Linked DNA regions of Mus musculus: regions 1, 3 and 4 are each linked to region 2. Evidence: chromatin contacts called from public Hi-C and HiChIP or PLAC-seq data. All regions are on one chromosome and are shown on one strand. Each heading gives the region's core, a stretch centred on a gene start, on an enhancer-like site or on the middle of the called end of the contact. The rest is flanking DNA. Distances are from core to core; before and after follow the strand shown. Region 1 holds the start of Bmp1 (bone morphogenetic protein 1). Region 2 holds the start of Dok2 (docking protein 2). Region 3 overlaps Gfra2 (glial cell line derived neurotrophic factor family receptor alpha 2). Region 4 has its middle 6.4 kb from the start of Gm34703.

What was found. A called contact is a pair of places that touch in the nucleus more often than the background predicts. HiChIP or PLAC-seq counts read pairs in DNA pulled down with a chosen protein or histone mark.
Region 1: a FOXA1 HiChIP or PLAC-seq map of pancreatic cancer cells shows a contact between it and region 2. The contact joins the promoter of Bmp1 here to the promoter of Dok2 in region 2. A contact is called at or near these places in 7 of 39 promoter capture datasets (3T3-L1-derived adipocytes, embryonic stem cells, frontonasal cranial neural crest and 4 more), 4 of 484 Hi-C or Micro-C datasets (cerebellum, embryonic stem cells, nephron progenitors and 1 more), 1 of 115 datasets of contacts at active chromatin or transcription factors (pancreatic cancer cells) and 3 of 9 other capture datasets (embryonic stem cells, liver and pancreatic islet).
Region 3: a Hi-C map of bone marrow-derived macrophages shows a contact between it and region 2, with 2.8 times the contacts expected there. The contact joins the enhancer-like site here to the promoter of Dok2 in region 2. A contact is called at or near these places in 1 of 39 promoter capture datasets (macrophages), 2 of 484 Hi-C or Micro-C datasets (bone marrow-derived macrophages and nephron progenitors) and 2 of 9 other capture datasets (liver and pancreatic islet).
Region 4: a contact with region 2 is called in a Hi-C map of the HPC-7 cell line, with 5 times the contacts expected there. The contact joins the enhancer-like site here to the promoter of Dok2 in region 2. A contact is called at or near these places in 1 of 39 promoter capture datasets (macrophages), 1 of 15 datasets of contacts at CTCF or cohesin (large pre-B cells), 6 of 484 Hi-C or Micro-C datasets (the HPC-7 cell line, LSK cells, embryonic stem cells and 3 more), 2 of 115 datasets of contacts at active chromatin or transcription factors (the HPC-7 cell line and bone marrow-derived macrophages) and 4 of 9 other capture datasets (adipose tissue, bone marrow-derived macrophages, liver and 1 more).

The regions. Positions count from the first base shown.
Region 1 is chr14:70,518,156-70,521,946 of GRCm38.p6, reverse strand. Bmp1 (bone morphogenetic protein 1) reads left to right here and starts at 1,687. Exons shown (of 20, transcript NM_009755.3): 1 at 1,687-2,078. The coding sequence starts at 1,910. Sftpc (surfactant associated protein C) reads left to right here. Exons shown (of 6, transcript NM_011359.2): 4 at 32-142; 5 at 475-630; 6 at 832-1,006. The coding sequence ends at 621.
Region 2 is chr14:70,772,728-70,776,302 of GRCm38.p6, reverse strand. Dok2 (docking protein 2) reads right to left here and starts at 1,922. Exons shown (of 5, transcript NM_010071.2): 1 at 1,794-1,922; 2 at 556-837; 3 at 232-319. The coding sequence starts at 1,865.
Region 3 is chr14:70,929,359-70,932,975 of GRCm38.p6, reverse strand. The region is part of intron 4 of Gfra2 (glial cell line derived neurotrophic factor family receptor alpha 2); the gene reads right to left. Gm34588 (a long non-coding RNA gene) reads left to right here. Exons shown (of 4, transcript XR_383570.4): 3 at 2,833-2,998. Among named protein-coding and RNA genes, the nearest start is that of Gm34588, 11 kb to the left of the region's middle. Within about 2 kb of position 1,880, at least 20 of the 459 cell types and tissues checked have an H3K27ac peak or open chromatin away from gene starts, as enhancers often do. A contact at or near this core is called in bone marrow-derived macrophages, where this site is marked.
Region 4 is chr14:70,999,116-71,003,012 of GRCm38.p6, reverse strand. No RefSeq gene overlaps it. Among named protein-coding and RNA genes, the nearest start is that of Gm34703, 6.4 kb to the right of the region's middle. Within about 2 kb of position 1,787, at least 48 of the 459 cell types and tissues checked have an H3K27ac peak or open chromatin away from gene starts, as enhancers often do. A contact at or near this core is called in the HPC-7 cell line, LSK cells and hematopoietic stem and progenitor cells, where this site is marked.

The DNA.
Region 1 (3,791 bases), core at 438-2,937, 250 kb after region 2:
TTGTGAATGACCTCCAGGGTTTTATACCTAGCTCCTGACGGCCTATAAGCCAGCTCCAGGAACCTACTGCTACATCATGAAGATGGCTCCAGAGAGCATCCCTAGTCTTGAGGCTTTCGCTAGAAAACTCCAGAACTTCCAGGTGGGTATGTTAGGGAGGGAGGGAGCAGTCTCCCTCTGAGGGTTGAGTAGAGGGACATGTGAAAGGATGACTAGCGTACCCTGTGTAGTATTGATGTTTCTGGATCAGACATGTTCTCCTCTCTCCATGGACCTGTGTCCTGCCATCCCTACCAGCTCTCAGGTGGCCCTGCTAAGTTGTTGGCCTTGGCTGAGCTTAGACATGACCTATGGGCTTCTACATCCAACCCAGTCCCTCTCTGAATTTGTGAGGAAACTGATCCTCGAGAATTACCAACTTAGTGTCCCACACTAAATAAAGCAGGTGACATTGAAAGTAGGTGTTCTTTCCAGGCCAAGCCCTCCACACCCACCTCTAAGCTGGGCCAGGAGGAAGGGCATGATACTGGTTCCGAGTCCGATTCTTCCGGGAGAGACCTGGCTTTCCTAGGCCTTGCTGTGAGCACCCTGTGTGGAGAGCTACCACTCTACTATATCTAGCATCCACAGGTGAGCAACAGTACCTTTCAGGGTGCCTGGGCAACACTGGCAGGGCTTGGGCTGCCTGCTTTGTCAGGGGACCTACTAGGTATCTCTTAAAGTCAGTGGTCTCGGGAGCTCGGAGGATGGAGGGTTCCCAGACACATCCCACACTGGACCCAAGCGGGTGGCTTCTTCAGTCCCCATAAGCATTAGTTCTTTGCTTCACAGGGTCGGTAGAAACCGCAGCGGGACAGGAAAGACCCTCCGCAAAGGGTCTTTGTCAGACAAGCAGGAAGCTGCTCCTGCCCAGAAACCGGTGGAAGTCTGTAAAGGAAAGGTGTCTCTCCTACGGGCCAGGGGGATCCTATCACAAAAGAATAAAGCAGCCTGATTGGAAAACAAAGAGTGGCGCTTCTTTTCTTTCACATTTTCTCAGCTCGGCTTCTAGCAGAAGCCGTCCTAGGAAGGAGAGGGTTTGGAGAGTTGGGGCGCTTTGCCACGTCCTTTCTAAGAGTGATGGAGGTTTGGTCCTACCCCAGGTAATGGGGAACAGAGCAAAAGGCAGGGACAGAGGACGGGACCTGGGTGCCATACACGGGTGTTAGGCGCCCTCCAGCGGTGTGTCCACAAGGAAGGACAGCGACAGAGACAGGCAGGGAGACAGCTAGACAGAGAGACAGTGAGAAGCGAGAGAGCCGAGATCTAAGACAGACAGACTCTGGAGTCTCTGGGAGAGAACGATCGATCGCTGATCCAGTGTCTAAGAGGAAGGAACGGACCTGACAGCGTGTCCCGTGCCCGGAGGCACTCCGCCTGGTACAGGACAGCGGCCTGTAGGGGGCCCCTCGCGGAGCGGTGCCTCCGGGCATCCCTGGCCCGCGCCCCCTCCCCGGCCCCTGCCCCAGTCCCAGGCAGCGGATTCCCCTCCGGGGCGGGCGGTGCTACTCTCGTCCTCCCCGCCCGGCTGGCGTGCTTCCCGGCCCGGCCGAGCACGGTCCCGGCCCCGAGGGGGGCTGAGCTGGGCGAAAACCCGCCCTCCAGCGAGCTCATTTCCCTAAAAGGGGGGGTGGGGTGGGGAGTGGGAGGGCGGCGAGAAAAGAAAGGGAGCGACCGAGAGGAGGGCGAGGGGACGCCGGAGCCCAGGGCCGGAGAGAGCCGGGCCGAGCGGGGGGCGGGAGACAGGAAACGGGACGGGAAGAGGTGGCCTCGGGGGGAGAGCGCCTCCCCTTCGCCTTCAGCGCTCCCTTCCCCGTCGCCCCGCTCCCGCGTCCGGGCGCGACCGCCACCGCCACCGCCGCCCGCCAGCATGCCCGGCGTGGCCCGCCCGCCGCTGCCGCTGCTGTCGCTGCCGCTGCTACTGCTGCTGCTGCTGCTCCCGCGCGCCGGCCGGCCGCTGGACTTGGCCGACTACACCTACGACCTGGGCGAGGAGGACGCCCCGGAGCTCCTCAACTACAAAGACCCTTGCAAGGCGGGTGAGCGACCCCCGGCTCCCCCAGGGCGCACGGAAGCCGGGCGTGGGCAGGCTGGGATCGAGGCTCCCGGCCGGGCAGGGGTTGGGGTTGGGGTTGTAGTTGGGGTTGGGGGAGGACAGTCCAGTGTGGGAAGCTGGGAGCTGCTTGGTTGGCAATGCAGTGGGGGAACAAAAGACCGAGGGAGAAAGGGAGGGGGAAGTTTGGGGGACTTTTAGGACTGAAGTTTTGCTGCTGTTTGTGGAAACTGCTGCGGCTGCCGTTCGCCTTCACAGAGGAATCCTGGGGAAACCTCCCTCGGTCCCAGCGAATCCCGCTGGCAAGGAGGCTTTTTCTCCACCGGGAAACTTTACTGGCCAAACTGTGTGTGTGTGTGTGTGTGTGTGTGTGTGTGTGTGTGTGTCCGTCCGTCCGTCCGTCCGTGTCCCTTCTCCCCTATCCCTCCTGCTTTGTGGAATACTGGTGTTTGCCTGCTTGTCTGTTTGCCATAGTGCCGCACAGCACATCTGTCTGGTTTGATGCCCAGAAAGAAGGCCTGCAGCTCCAAAGGGATAGATTTTCCCGGCTTCTCAGCCCAGTGGAAGGAGAAAGTTTTTCAGGAGGTTCTATGGAATACTTCTTCATAGGCAATCCTATGAATCTAGCCAGCAGCAGGAGCTCTCTGAACACTCAAGAGACAGCTGTCAAAGTCAGAGAAATTGGCGGCAGGGGTGGGGGCTTGGGGGGCACAGGGGGACTTACCTGTGCCTTTGTGTGCCAGGAGAGCTTTGCCAGAGCTCAGTTAGGTTAGCAAATGAGTCTCACAAAGAGGTCTCAGATATTCTACATCAGCTCTCTCGCCCTACAGACACCTGAGGCTAATTAGTCAAGTCAGGGCTTCTAGTGTGTGTGTGTGTGTGTGTGTGTGTGTGTGTGTGTGTGTGTGTGTGTGTGATCTTTGTTCATGAGGACTCTCCTGCTGTGATTCCCTTGGAGTGACCAGATGACCAGACACACTCAGGCCATTGGCCTAATTGATGTTCCCAAGCAGGCTGTCTGGAATACACTGGGGACAAGTTATCACAACTTTTCCTCGACTTCCCGCTTCTGACTTCAGCCTGTCTGCGAAGAGCTAGAGCCAGGGATTGGGACACAAGAAATGGACACAAAGTTTTGGGACAGGCAGCTACAATCTTGAGCACAGAGGACCTAATCAGGGACTCTCCTTGCTCCATCCACCCTTAGGTAGGATAGGGACCATTTTACAGGACAGGACAAACCAAACCCTTCAGTCTTTCCTCTTCCATGCCTGGTATGCTGTAGGCAAACCAGGACAGTAAAAGTCTCCATCACATCGTGCGTGGTAGGAGGGCAGGAGGAAGAATGAGCAAGGCATGAAATCTGAAGGACTCATTAGCCACCAGGAAGGCTGAGCACAGTCTCTGAACTTAAGTTCCTCATTAGAGAACTAGCTGGTGGGTAAGGGCTAAATCTGAGAACATATATAATTCACTTATTATTAACACACAGCAGACACTATATAAATGTTCATTTCCTGTGCTCTGTGCCTCCAGCTCTTGATCAATGTCTTTGAGAGGGTGTGGATTTGGATTTTAGAAAAAGCTAACATCTCTCTGACCCTGTACGGTGTCTCATATCCATTCAGTGATGTTCGTTTCTTGATATGTCTCAGGGCTGGGTTTGATGTTGTGGGAGGTGCAGAGAGTTGCCAGACAG
Region 2 (3,575 bases), core at 673-3,172:
CTTCACGCCCCACAAAGAGAGAGTCAAACCGAGACCCTCAGCCTCAGTCAGGGCAGGCTGAGCCAAGGCAGACACTGGGGTAGGCCGGGTTCCAACGACCTTGAGCCACACCAAGAAGCCAGGAAGAGACGCTGATAAGCTGGGCCCAGGGTAACCACAAGGCAGGAAGACCACAAGCCAGCCCATGCCTCCTCCCTCCCGCACCATAGGCCCCTCAGCCCCAACTCTCACCTGTGGTGGAGCTGCTATACAACTCGTTCTCCTCCATGCAGGGACTGCCGCTCTTTTCCTCCAGTCCTGGTGACCCTTTCCTCTGTCCCTGAGGAGGCAGGTCCCGGGTCTTAGCACCAGAACCCACCCCAAGGCTCTCTGACATTCGCTTTCAGTGCACACCCAGCCAGCTGGTTCTGGGTGCACTTCAAACTGGGCTCCCTTAAGGAAGAACTCCCCTAAAAAAGAGTTTTGGTTCTTCTACCACCTGTCCACAGGAAGTATCTAAGTAACATCGCCCTCCCCTGGTGGCCGCCCTCCCCTGGGCCACTTTGTACCCCTCACCGGGAAAGCCAACAGGCAGATGGCCTGTATCCAGTCACTGCGCTCTGCCGAGGGGGCTGCCAGTAGGTACAGGCGCTCCTTGGTCTCCAGGATGAAGGCACTGGTGTCCCGGGGGCTGCTGGCCTCACTGCCTACCTCTGCTACCCGTAAGCAGTCACTGAGGCGGACAACCTTCCGAGTGGCCTCTCCTCGCCGTGTCTTCTCGGGGACATCCTGGAGCTCTAGTCTGGCTAGGGCACAGCCAGACTCTCCATATAACACGGCTGCGAACCGGCGCCACTTCTGAGCCCAGGTATGCCACGTAGAGGCCAAGTGGGAACCATCGGAGATGGAGAGATGGTCATGAAAGGGGAGAAGAGGAACTGTGGGAGAGGTAGAGGGGCTGGGGCAGCCACACAGGATGGGGAGAATGGCAAACATCACAGCCAGTCAGAGAGGCCCGAGAAGACAACAGAGACCATGGAATGACAGAGCTGACCAAGATCCGCAGGCTAGCCAAAGGCCACAGTAAATGTCCAATGGATGCAGAGTCCAGGAAGATGACAGGCCCATCAGCCAGGTAGTGGGAACAAAAGTCACTGAGCCCAGAGATGAACAGTGAGGGGAGAGTAGCCTAGACCAGGGACAAGTCTTCATTTCATAGGAAGGTTCTGGCTCCAAAATTTCCCACCTCCTCTCCTTTTTTGTCTCACTGATTAAGGAGTTGGACCATGAGAGACAAACAAAGAAACAGAGACCTAGACAGGGTGAGGTGGGTGTTGGGGTAAGCACAGCTGGGTAACAGCAGGAGGCAGAAGAGCTTCCCCTTCAAAGAGGCTAGGGAAGGAAGAGGTTGGAACACCCTGGGGCCACAGCTCAGTAGCAGTCAAAGGTGAGAGGGACCTCTGCTGTCATCCCAAACTGACTGGCCCCCAACTCTTCCTTCCGTACCCGCCCAAGGTACCCCCAAATTCAATACTGAGCAAGGGAACAAAAAGAGAGAGAGATAATGTCAGAATCTGCTTCCTCCCCCACAAGCAAGGACAAACAGCCCTCAGCAAAGAGCGATCCAGAGCCTGGTTTAGAAGGCAAGGCACGTTGAGAAGGCAGACATCTTCCCCAAGTAGTGTTCTTGTCTAAACTGGTGGAGCACATGGTCTCATAAGGGTCAGGGATATTAAGACACCCTTCTACCCGGGATAGTAACAGGGCCCTCCCCCAAGCTGCTCCGCCCAGCGAGAGCCCAGCCTTACTCTTACCTTGCCAAAGGTCTGCTGCTGCTGAAGATGCAGGAAGCCCTGCTTCACAGCTGGCTCCTCCATCCTGACCATCGCAGCTTCAGCTCCCCACTGCCATTGCCTCTGCCCTCTCTCTTCTCTCTTCTGGGCCTGTTCCCCCTTCTCTCTAGTTCATTTCCTCTCTGACTAGAGTTTTTCTACACTATTCTAGTCTGCTTGATGACGACAGGCTGATAGGCCCTGTGGTTTCTTGCTCTGTGTGCGCCTTTTTTTTTTTTTAAGTGCACTTCACGAGCAAGCTTCCTTCCTGCATTTCCAGTGAGTAACATGCAATTTCCAAAAAAAGCCAAATTTCACACTTCTGCAGAAGCTGGTGTGAAGGACTGAGCCATAAGAACAAAGAGACCCCAAAATCAAGTTGTTCAAGAAAGTCCGGGGTGAGGGCTCTACATTCAGGCAGGATGCTGAGTGTGTCAGGGCTGGAAAAGCCCTTTGGAATCAATCACCATAACCTACTCATTGAAAAGAGAAAACTGGGGCTGGAGAGGTGGCTCAGCGGTTAAGAGCACTGACTGCTCCTCCAGAGGTCCTGAGTTCAAATCCCAGCAACCACATGGTGGCTCTGTAATGGGGTCTGATGACCTCTTCTGATGTTCCTGAACGGAGCAATGTACACGTACTCATATGCATAAAATAAGTAAATAAATCTTGAAAGAAAGAAAAAAGAAAGAAAGAGAGAAAGAAAGAGAGAAAAAAAGAAAAGAAAAGAAAAGTAAAGAAAAGAAAAGAAAAAAAAAGAAAAGGAGATAGAGATGGTCTGAAGGGCCTATAAGGCTAACACCCAGAACCCAAGTCTCCCAGCTCAAGCAAAGATGAGCCATATACTGGGTAAATTACAGATAGATAAAACATGTGTGTGTGTGTGTGTGTGTGTGCACGCACACACACACAACACGCACCAGTCCCATTGTATGAAAGTATTTCCTGCCTGCCAAAAACACATACAATACACAAGTCTGTGGTGAATCTAGCAATAAGAACAACATACAATACACAAGTCTGTGGTGAATCTAGAAATAAGAACATTCTCTCTAGAAAAAGATTTCCTCCCCAAGTCTAACTCAGCTGTTGGCTTCCTTCCTCACTTGGGTTCAAGTGGGACTTACCTTAAACTGTGGGAACTTCAGAACTTCCAATTCTTCTATGCGTGCCAAGCCTGGTGTAGCACTGGTGGAGACAGAGCGACATGTAGCCCCTGGTGTGAGCCTCCACAAGTGTCAATGGCTGCTGTGAGAGGGAGACTTGTTTGTGTAGTGCATATTTTCACTCTGAGGAATGTCCTCTGTTTCAATGTTAATGACTCCATGCTAATCAGAGACAGCGTGAGTCCAGGAAGCGAAAGTGAGGCCTGGAGGCAAAGGTGAGGTGGCTATGTCTCCAGAAAAATGGTAAATGCTGAGACTTTCAGGACAGCCCTTGAGGCTATGGGAAAGAACTCTAAATACATGAGTTCAGTATATATATATATATAGTTTCTCAACTATGCAAAATATAGGGATGCGATATGAATTACAAGGAATGAATTCATGAATCTAAAGGAATAAAGGCAGCCACACTATGAGTCAGCTTATCAGGCAGATTCCTGAGCTCCAGGTCAGCCTAGGACAGAGGGAGGTTAGGCCCAGGTGTGGTCAGGGCAGTGTCTCACCTAACTCTCTTATTGTCTGTTCTTAACAAAGGTCTGTCTAGACCTCTGAATTCTTTTGCAATATTAAGAAAAAAAAATGTATGTTTGCTGTCTCC
Region 3 (3,617 bases), core at 631-3,130, 160 kb before region 2:
ACACATACACACACACACATACACATACACACACACACACACACACACACACACACACACACACACCAAGGAAGAGACTACAGGAGAACACAACCAAGAAGACTGTCTCACACTGGCATCCTGATCAGAGACTTCCAACTTCCCAAACAGGTAGAAAACAGCATAGTTTAAGTCATGTAGTCTGTAGTACTCTGATAACATCCAAAAGTGACTAAAACACCAGGCAGGGTGCTCCTCACATCAAATGAGAGTAGAAACAATCATAGATACAATGGAAACAACTTGAAGACAAGCTAGCTAAAGGCTGTCTGGCCCACTGTGTATAGACACAGATAGGCACATACACATGCACGCACGCGCACACACACACCAATAGGAGAAGCATATGGACTTATATCCTCCCACTCCCTGCATCACTAGCATCCCCAAGTGGACCCTCTTCCTCTACCCGCAAAGATGAGGCAGAGCCTTAATCACAGCTCTTCAGTGGGAGCCTTCCCCTACCAGGGACCATACCTCATCAGTGCTGGGTGTGAGTTCTGTGGGGCCCAGGTGTCTGGAATAGGGGATGGGATGGATAGGGAAGGTTAAAGATGCCCCCTCCTCAATGCTGCTCTGCCTAAAGCAGCCACAGCAGGAAGTCACACAGACTCTATCATATAATCTAGGTATCTAAGCCGGAGCATCTGTGAGTTGATGTCCCCAGGCCTTTGGAAAGTAATAGTCAACATTTCTTCCCTGTGTCAACACATCAGAGGAAGTTCCAGGAAGAGCCCTTCCCTTGACCCAGAATGAAGAAGAGCAGGGGCTCCATGGGAGCGACATGGGTCATGTGGGAGCAAAGCTGCTGGGCCAAGGAGACACACACCCTGTGGGCCCACAGCTCCTCCCTCCTCAGGAATCTCAGCAGCGAAGCCTTTCTCTGATCCAGGCCAGGAAGGCCCTCAAAGGAGGCTAGATCCCACCTTCCCTAAGAAAGATGCTCTCCAGTACCACCAGAGTGGACCTATGAGGTGGCAGCAAAAAAACAGGGGCTTCCAGAAAAGCCTAGTGAGAAGTGCCTTCATCTAAGGATGAAGGTCCCCACTGTTTCTACAGAGTCAGCCAATACAGTGGCTCCATGCGACTCCAAAGACCTCCGATTCCCTGGTCATGAGCTCTCCAACGCTAACACAATGCCAGGCCCACATAGATGATCAACAGAGTATAATAAAGTGAACATAGACTGTTCACAAGACCCCCGGTCTCCCTTCTAGAGGCAATTGATTGCCTTAAGAACGACTGATTGGGTTCCAGCCAAGACCTATCGTAACTTCCCAGGCCAGTGGCAGACATTGCTAGTCAGTAACAGCTCTCTGTACTATCAAGGGAGAAACTCGGTGTCCGTCCCCAGGGAATTGACGGTGTTACCAGAGAAGACAGAGATTCTTAAGCATTAGGAGACCCAAGAACCTTTCCAGAATGTAATGAACACAGTAAGGTTCTCTCTAAAATGTGCACCCAAAACTTGGTATATCATATCAAGATACACCAGGGCTTCTTTAAAAAAAAAAAAAAAAAAGTAAAAGTTTGGAAGTCCTTAGCCTCCTGATCACTTTGGAAATAAGTCTTTTGTTATTGGTTAGAGATGGTCTGCTGAGAACACCAGCCAACAAATCCTACAGAGTCAAAGAGATGCACATGCTCAGAGGTCAACACTCAAACCCCAGTTCAGGACAGCCTGAGAAAAGGAGGCTACGTTCCCTCCACTCCTTATCCCAGCCAGCTTCTCCTTTAGGACAAAGACAGCAACCACAGCACGAGTGGCCCAGGACTACTGGGATAGCCCCAGGCTGGAGTCTATTTGTGTACATCCTCAGCACCCAGAGGTTAAATCACAGCTCTGTAGATGGCATGGGTCCAGCAAGAGGTTATTTATAGTCTGTTGGCAGACCAGGAGGAACAAAGAACTCCAGGAGCCATTTCCAAATGCAGCCAGCCAGAGATAGTTAGTAAAACAGCAGTTGTTCTTCCCACAACTTCACAGCCACTACAACACACACACACACACACACACACACAGAGAGAGAGAGAGAGAGAGAGAGAGAGAGAGAGAGAGAGAGCCACCACACCATGCACACATACACACCACTCACACACATACACACGCACACACACAAACCCACGCACATGCACACACATGCACACACATAAGTGCATGCATACACCCACAAATGCATGCACACAGGCATGCATCCATTGGATGCAAGCTGAGAAGATATAAACAGTTGTGTTAGAAAATGTAAAAGTAGCTCATGACCCACTGGAACCTGGAAACAATCCAGTCAGATTCCACAGACCTGTTCCAAAAAGCTCCCAGCTCTAGGCTCCCTATCAGATGCTTCTAAAGGAAATATCTTCCCTGCTCATCCTCAGATTTTCAGTTAGCTTAAGTCCACAGCCCTGAGGCCTAGGGTGGGAATGGGACAAAAGCAGAGCCTGGAGTCTTAAGGAAGAACTGCCAGCCAGATAGACTATGAGTATAGCGGGAAGTTTTGACTCACAGAAGGTCCAACTACCCAGGTCAGAAGAGCAGCCAGATAGACTGTGAGTATAGCGAAAAGTTTCGATTCACAGACAGTCCATCTACCCAGGTCAGAAGAGCAGCAGGAGGATTCCGAAGCACATCCAATGAGTCCAAGGTCAAGCTAGCAGATAGCCCTGATTAGCCAATGCTTCTCCAAATGCTAGATCAAACGCCACACTGGTAGTGACATTTAACAAGACAGTCCAGCATGATCTACCGTACCTCACCCAGGTAAAACAGACTAACTCTCATGCCATGCCACCTAGACTTTGGCAAAGCTGCTTCCTTCCACTCTGAAACTCCTGGTCCAAGACTCTGACTCAGCAAGAAGTCTCAAGATACATGGGCCCCCTCCACAGAAGAAGAGGCAGGACTGGCTAAGTCGGGACTGAATGCTACGGAAACGGAGCATGGCGGAAGTGGATCTCCAAGGTAGGCTGCAGGGAATTCCTAAGGATGGAAACTCCTCTCCCAAAGATTCAATCCCCAAACATGGTTTTCCATTGTCCCCATCTACCCAGCTTAATTAACATACCCAAGAAAGAGAGGGTCTTCACTTCCTGTCCCAAACCCCCCATGACATTTGTCACCACTATCTTCATAAGATTCCTACCTGTGTGCCCATTCTGGAAGGCAGAAACCTGGAAAAGGCCAAGCCAGAGGAAGGGCACACAATGCCTGCCTGGGCACAGTGCAGAGTCAAAGTCCAACTTGATGGTCTCCAGATGACCTTTCAAGCCATCTTTAACCTCACAGAGCTGAGATTGGCACCGACAGGACCACCAGGGACTGCTGGGCAGTGGGTCAGGGGTCAGATCTGTGGGAGCTACATAGAAGATAGTACCCTCTTTTCTTCTAGGCCCATCCTGGGAAGACCATGGGTCGAAAGCCCTTGAGGCTGGTCCCAGGAGCCTGAAAACCAACTGGAAAGACTTTATCCCACAGATCCAGGCAATAAGATAAGATCCCAAGAGATGTCATGAATAAGTGTCTTTGTTTGATCGGCATGGAAACCAAGAGCCCAGGAAAAGACAGAGCCCACTGGATAGCT
Region 4 (3,897 bases), core at 538-3,037, 230 kb before region 2:
AGTCTTTCCACTTCTTTCTAACCTGAGCCTGAGTTGGGGGCACTTGTGAGCAAGATGCTTTTTTTCCAGTGCCGCTGGCCAGTACAGCAGTGTTCACATTCAAGGTCAACTTTGGATATCTTTTGGGTTTACTCTGGAAGGCAGTAGGGGTGGGGTGGGGGCTATACAGTGCAAGGAACACCCAGAAAAGTAGGGACTGAAAACAACGTAACTACTTAATTTTCATTCTCTCTTCCTTGCGAAAATACAATAGCCCATCTTCTCTAAGGAGTCTGTTGTCCCAAGTCCAGATACCCCAATACCAGGACACTTGCAGACCTTATCCCTCTCCTTCGGACCATAAGACTCTCCAATAGTTCAACAAGCTCCTTTATGTAGGAAGAGAAGGGGCTCCAGCAGGCCCAAGCAGGCAAGCACGGCTCTGGCAGGCCTCCACCTTCCCCCATTCCTCTGCCTTCTAAAAAACCATTAGATTACATTCCCAAAGCTAGCCACCAAAGCGTCACCCCTTATCTGACCACTTCCTCCTCCCGAGGCTGACTACCAAGGTCCAGTTATCGAAATATTGAAGTCCAGCAGTCAAAAGCTCCCTTTTGGTTACCCTAATTACTATGCCCAATTAAAATTCACCAACTCATCCTAACACTGGGTTTCCTCTTTCCCTTTATGAACTGCCACTTGCTTGTGGGCCACCTCCATCTCCTCTCCATCTAGAGGCAGTCCTTCTTGGTCCCTCCCAGGCAAATATCCCTTCCCCCATCTCCCATGTTCCTTTGTCATCCTCCCTTATCTCTGTCTTCTGTCTTTGTCTCTTATTCCCCTGACCTTTGTTACTCTGGGGCAAATAAATCTCCACTGTACTGAGAACTTGGTCTTGGGGTGTCTTGTGCCAATACTGGTTCTTTCAGGGACCAGTGGTTGGGAAGGTATCTATTACAAACATCCAAATATTGATACATCTTTTCTATTCATTTATTGTCCAAATATTTAGATTCTGTGGGAAGACTGCTTCAGACAAAAAGAAAGAACACTGTGTGTCTCTTCTTCCAGAACTTGTTATGGTACCTGTGTTGGGGACTTAAAGCACTGATGTGATTGCTTTTAGAAAGTCAACTGTCCCCCATTTGACTGAAGTTTCTTGGAAGAAGAGCCACTGTTCCTAGGCCACTCCATCCCCAGTGTTCCTTGGCACACAAGTCATTCAACTGCCTGTTCTTGGGAGTGGGGACAGGTGATAGGGAACTCACACAATGAGGAACCTATTCTAGCAGATCTAAGGAACAAAATGAGGGTCAAAAGGAACAGAGCTCCTAAGAGGGCCAGAGCAAACTCACAGAAATGTACAGAAATTTCCAAAGGCATCCTTGGCTGCCCACAAAACTGTCTACTGTGAACAACAGTTACCTAAAATTACCTCCCAGGACAGTCAATCTAACTGTTTCCCCTTCCAAATATGAGGCCGTTCCTACATCCCTGCTTGATCCCTAACCCCACTCCCCACCTCTCCATCACTGGCCAAGTTGATGCTGAAGGAGGGAAAGGGAAAGAAACAGAAGTAAAAGAGGGTAAACAGGGCCCCATTGGCCCCCAGGGGTTGCTGAAAGGCCAAATACCCTCGGAAGTTAGAGCCTCAATCTCTCTGCATGTTTGGCTTTGGAAGCTGGGAGCACAGCCAAGAGGGGGCGGGTGGGTGGGGGCCCACAGGAAGTGGGCCTGCCTTCCTGCAAGCTTACATAAAAGAAACTGCAAAGTCTCCTTACAGATGGAGTTGAAGGTTGACACAGCCTTTTGTTCTGCCCAGGTGCTGATGGAGCAAAGTCAGACAGGACAGCCAGGCAGAGTGTGGCTGCAGTGGCCATGGGCCACGTTCTGCACTGGGCTTCCCAGTACCGGCTCTGCCCTGCAGCCTGTGCTCCATGATACAAGCACCCCAGGACAGCTGGAATATAAGGCACCCCAGCCCCAAAAGGCATCCTTCAGAAGCAACTACCATTACTTCATGGAGTTGAGAGCTGCTATATCCTATCTGAGGGCTCCCCATCACGCCAAAGCTTTCTAGAGAGAAGACACTGCCGTAGAAAGCAGGCAAGACTGAGTCCTGGCAGAAGAGCCTCTGGAGATATCCCAAGACATCTTCCATTTTACTAGGGGGAACTGAGGTCAACAGGGGAAAGGAGGACCACCCCAGGTCTTACAGCTCCTACTCCATCCTCCATAAGATGCCAGGGCAACAACAAAGTCAGCCAAGCAAGGGATGTCAGGGTTATGATCCAGGCCAGGCAGGGTGGCAGGGAGACAGGCTGTTCTTGCCAGTGCCTCCCACCAGATACCTACCGCAGCCTGGGGCTCGGCAAATCCCATCTGCCTCCCAATCTGGGCTGTTAACAACTTACTCCAAACTCCCAAGTCTTTCCAAGACAGATTCCCATGAGTCCTTCAGGACCTCCTGGAGAAGCAGGAAGGAAACAGACATTTTTCTCCCACGCAAAGAAGAAGCAAGCGACAATAACAATCAGGAAAGGCAAAGAAGAAGAGTATAGGCCAAAGGTCAGGCTCTAGGGGGTACAGAAAAGAAACTGCTCAGGACTCCACAAGCCTGACTGGAAGGTGCCTTGGCCTAGGCCTCTTCCTTGTCCTCTTGGCAAAGTGCTAAGCTTCTTAAGAATTTAAGGTGCTAATGCCTGATCCCAGGTCTCCTAATAGCATCTTGACTTCTAGATATGCTCTTTGAGACCAAGACCAGCCTCCTGCTCTCAGCCATGTGGAAAGTTCCCTGTCATGAACGTGAACAGAAACGAGCCTATGTGCATACATGTAGAGTCCAGGCTGACAAAGACTCAAAGCAGCGGATACAGCAGCTGCCACCCAACTATACCCAGGACAGAAAGAGTGGACCAAGAAAGGAGGAGAAGGGGAGTCACTGGAGCAAGAAATTTCCTTAGAGTCACAGGACTGGCCTGTCTGTACCTTAGCTGAGGGCCTGTGCTCCTGGGAGGGAGAGCAAGACAGAGAGGGCTCACTCTCCTGGAAGCCCCTACTGTTCACTCCTTCTGACCAAGGCCAAAGGTGAAAGCAGGATAGCTTTAGATGCAGGGAGAGATGTCTGCAAACCTCAAAAGAGGCCAGAGGAGGAGAGACGGGAGTTTTCCAAGGTAAATCTGGGGTTAAATACAGTTACACACTTAATAAAATGCATTGAATACCCTTCTCTTCCTGTACATCGAAGAAGATTAAAATCCTACAGAGTACACTGGCTTGCTAGAGACAGCCATCCCACAAGTTTCGTGTGTTCTGCAGATGGAGCCCGGCCCCTGGCAGTGCTGATGGACATCTAGGGGAGGGAGTAGGATGTTGCTATAGTTGTTCTGGAATGTTCCCCAGGCTTTTGTGCTAAAGGCTTGGCCCTCAGCTGAAGGCACTACGTGAAGGTAGTGGAACCTTTAGGAGGCATGCTCCAGTGGGAGGAAGTTAAAGCACTAGATTATGTCCTTGGAGGGGATATCAGGATGGGGGCCTTCATTCTGTCTTTGCTTCCAGGACTCTGTGAGGTAACCAGTGTTTCTCTGGCTGCCCTCTTCCTGGCAGCCATGACAGTCTGCCTCTCTACAGACTTCAAGCAAACATGAATTGAAACCTCAGATACCAAAAGCCATAGTAATTATTCTCTCCTTATAATTGATTTGCATGGGTATTTTGTCATGGTGAGAGAAAGCTCACAGATGTTCACACATCCATCCGGGATGTAGGATGCAAGTTGAAGGATCTTGGTGCTGAGAGAATGTCTTCTGTCTGGTTCCTTATGACTTAATGGGCCTCGAGCAATGAAGTTTCTTATGTTTTTCTGCACCTCTGTCAGATGGTAGCCCTGGGAAAATGCATGTTTGGACGACTATCACA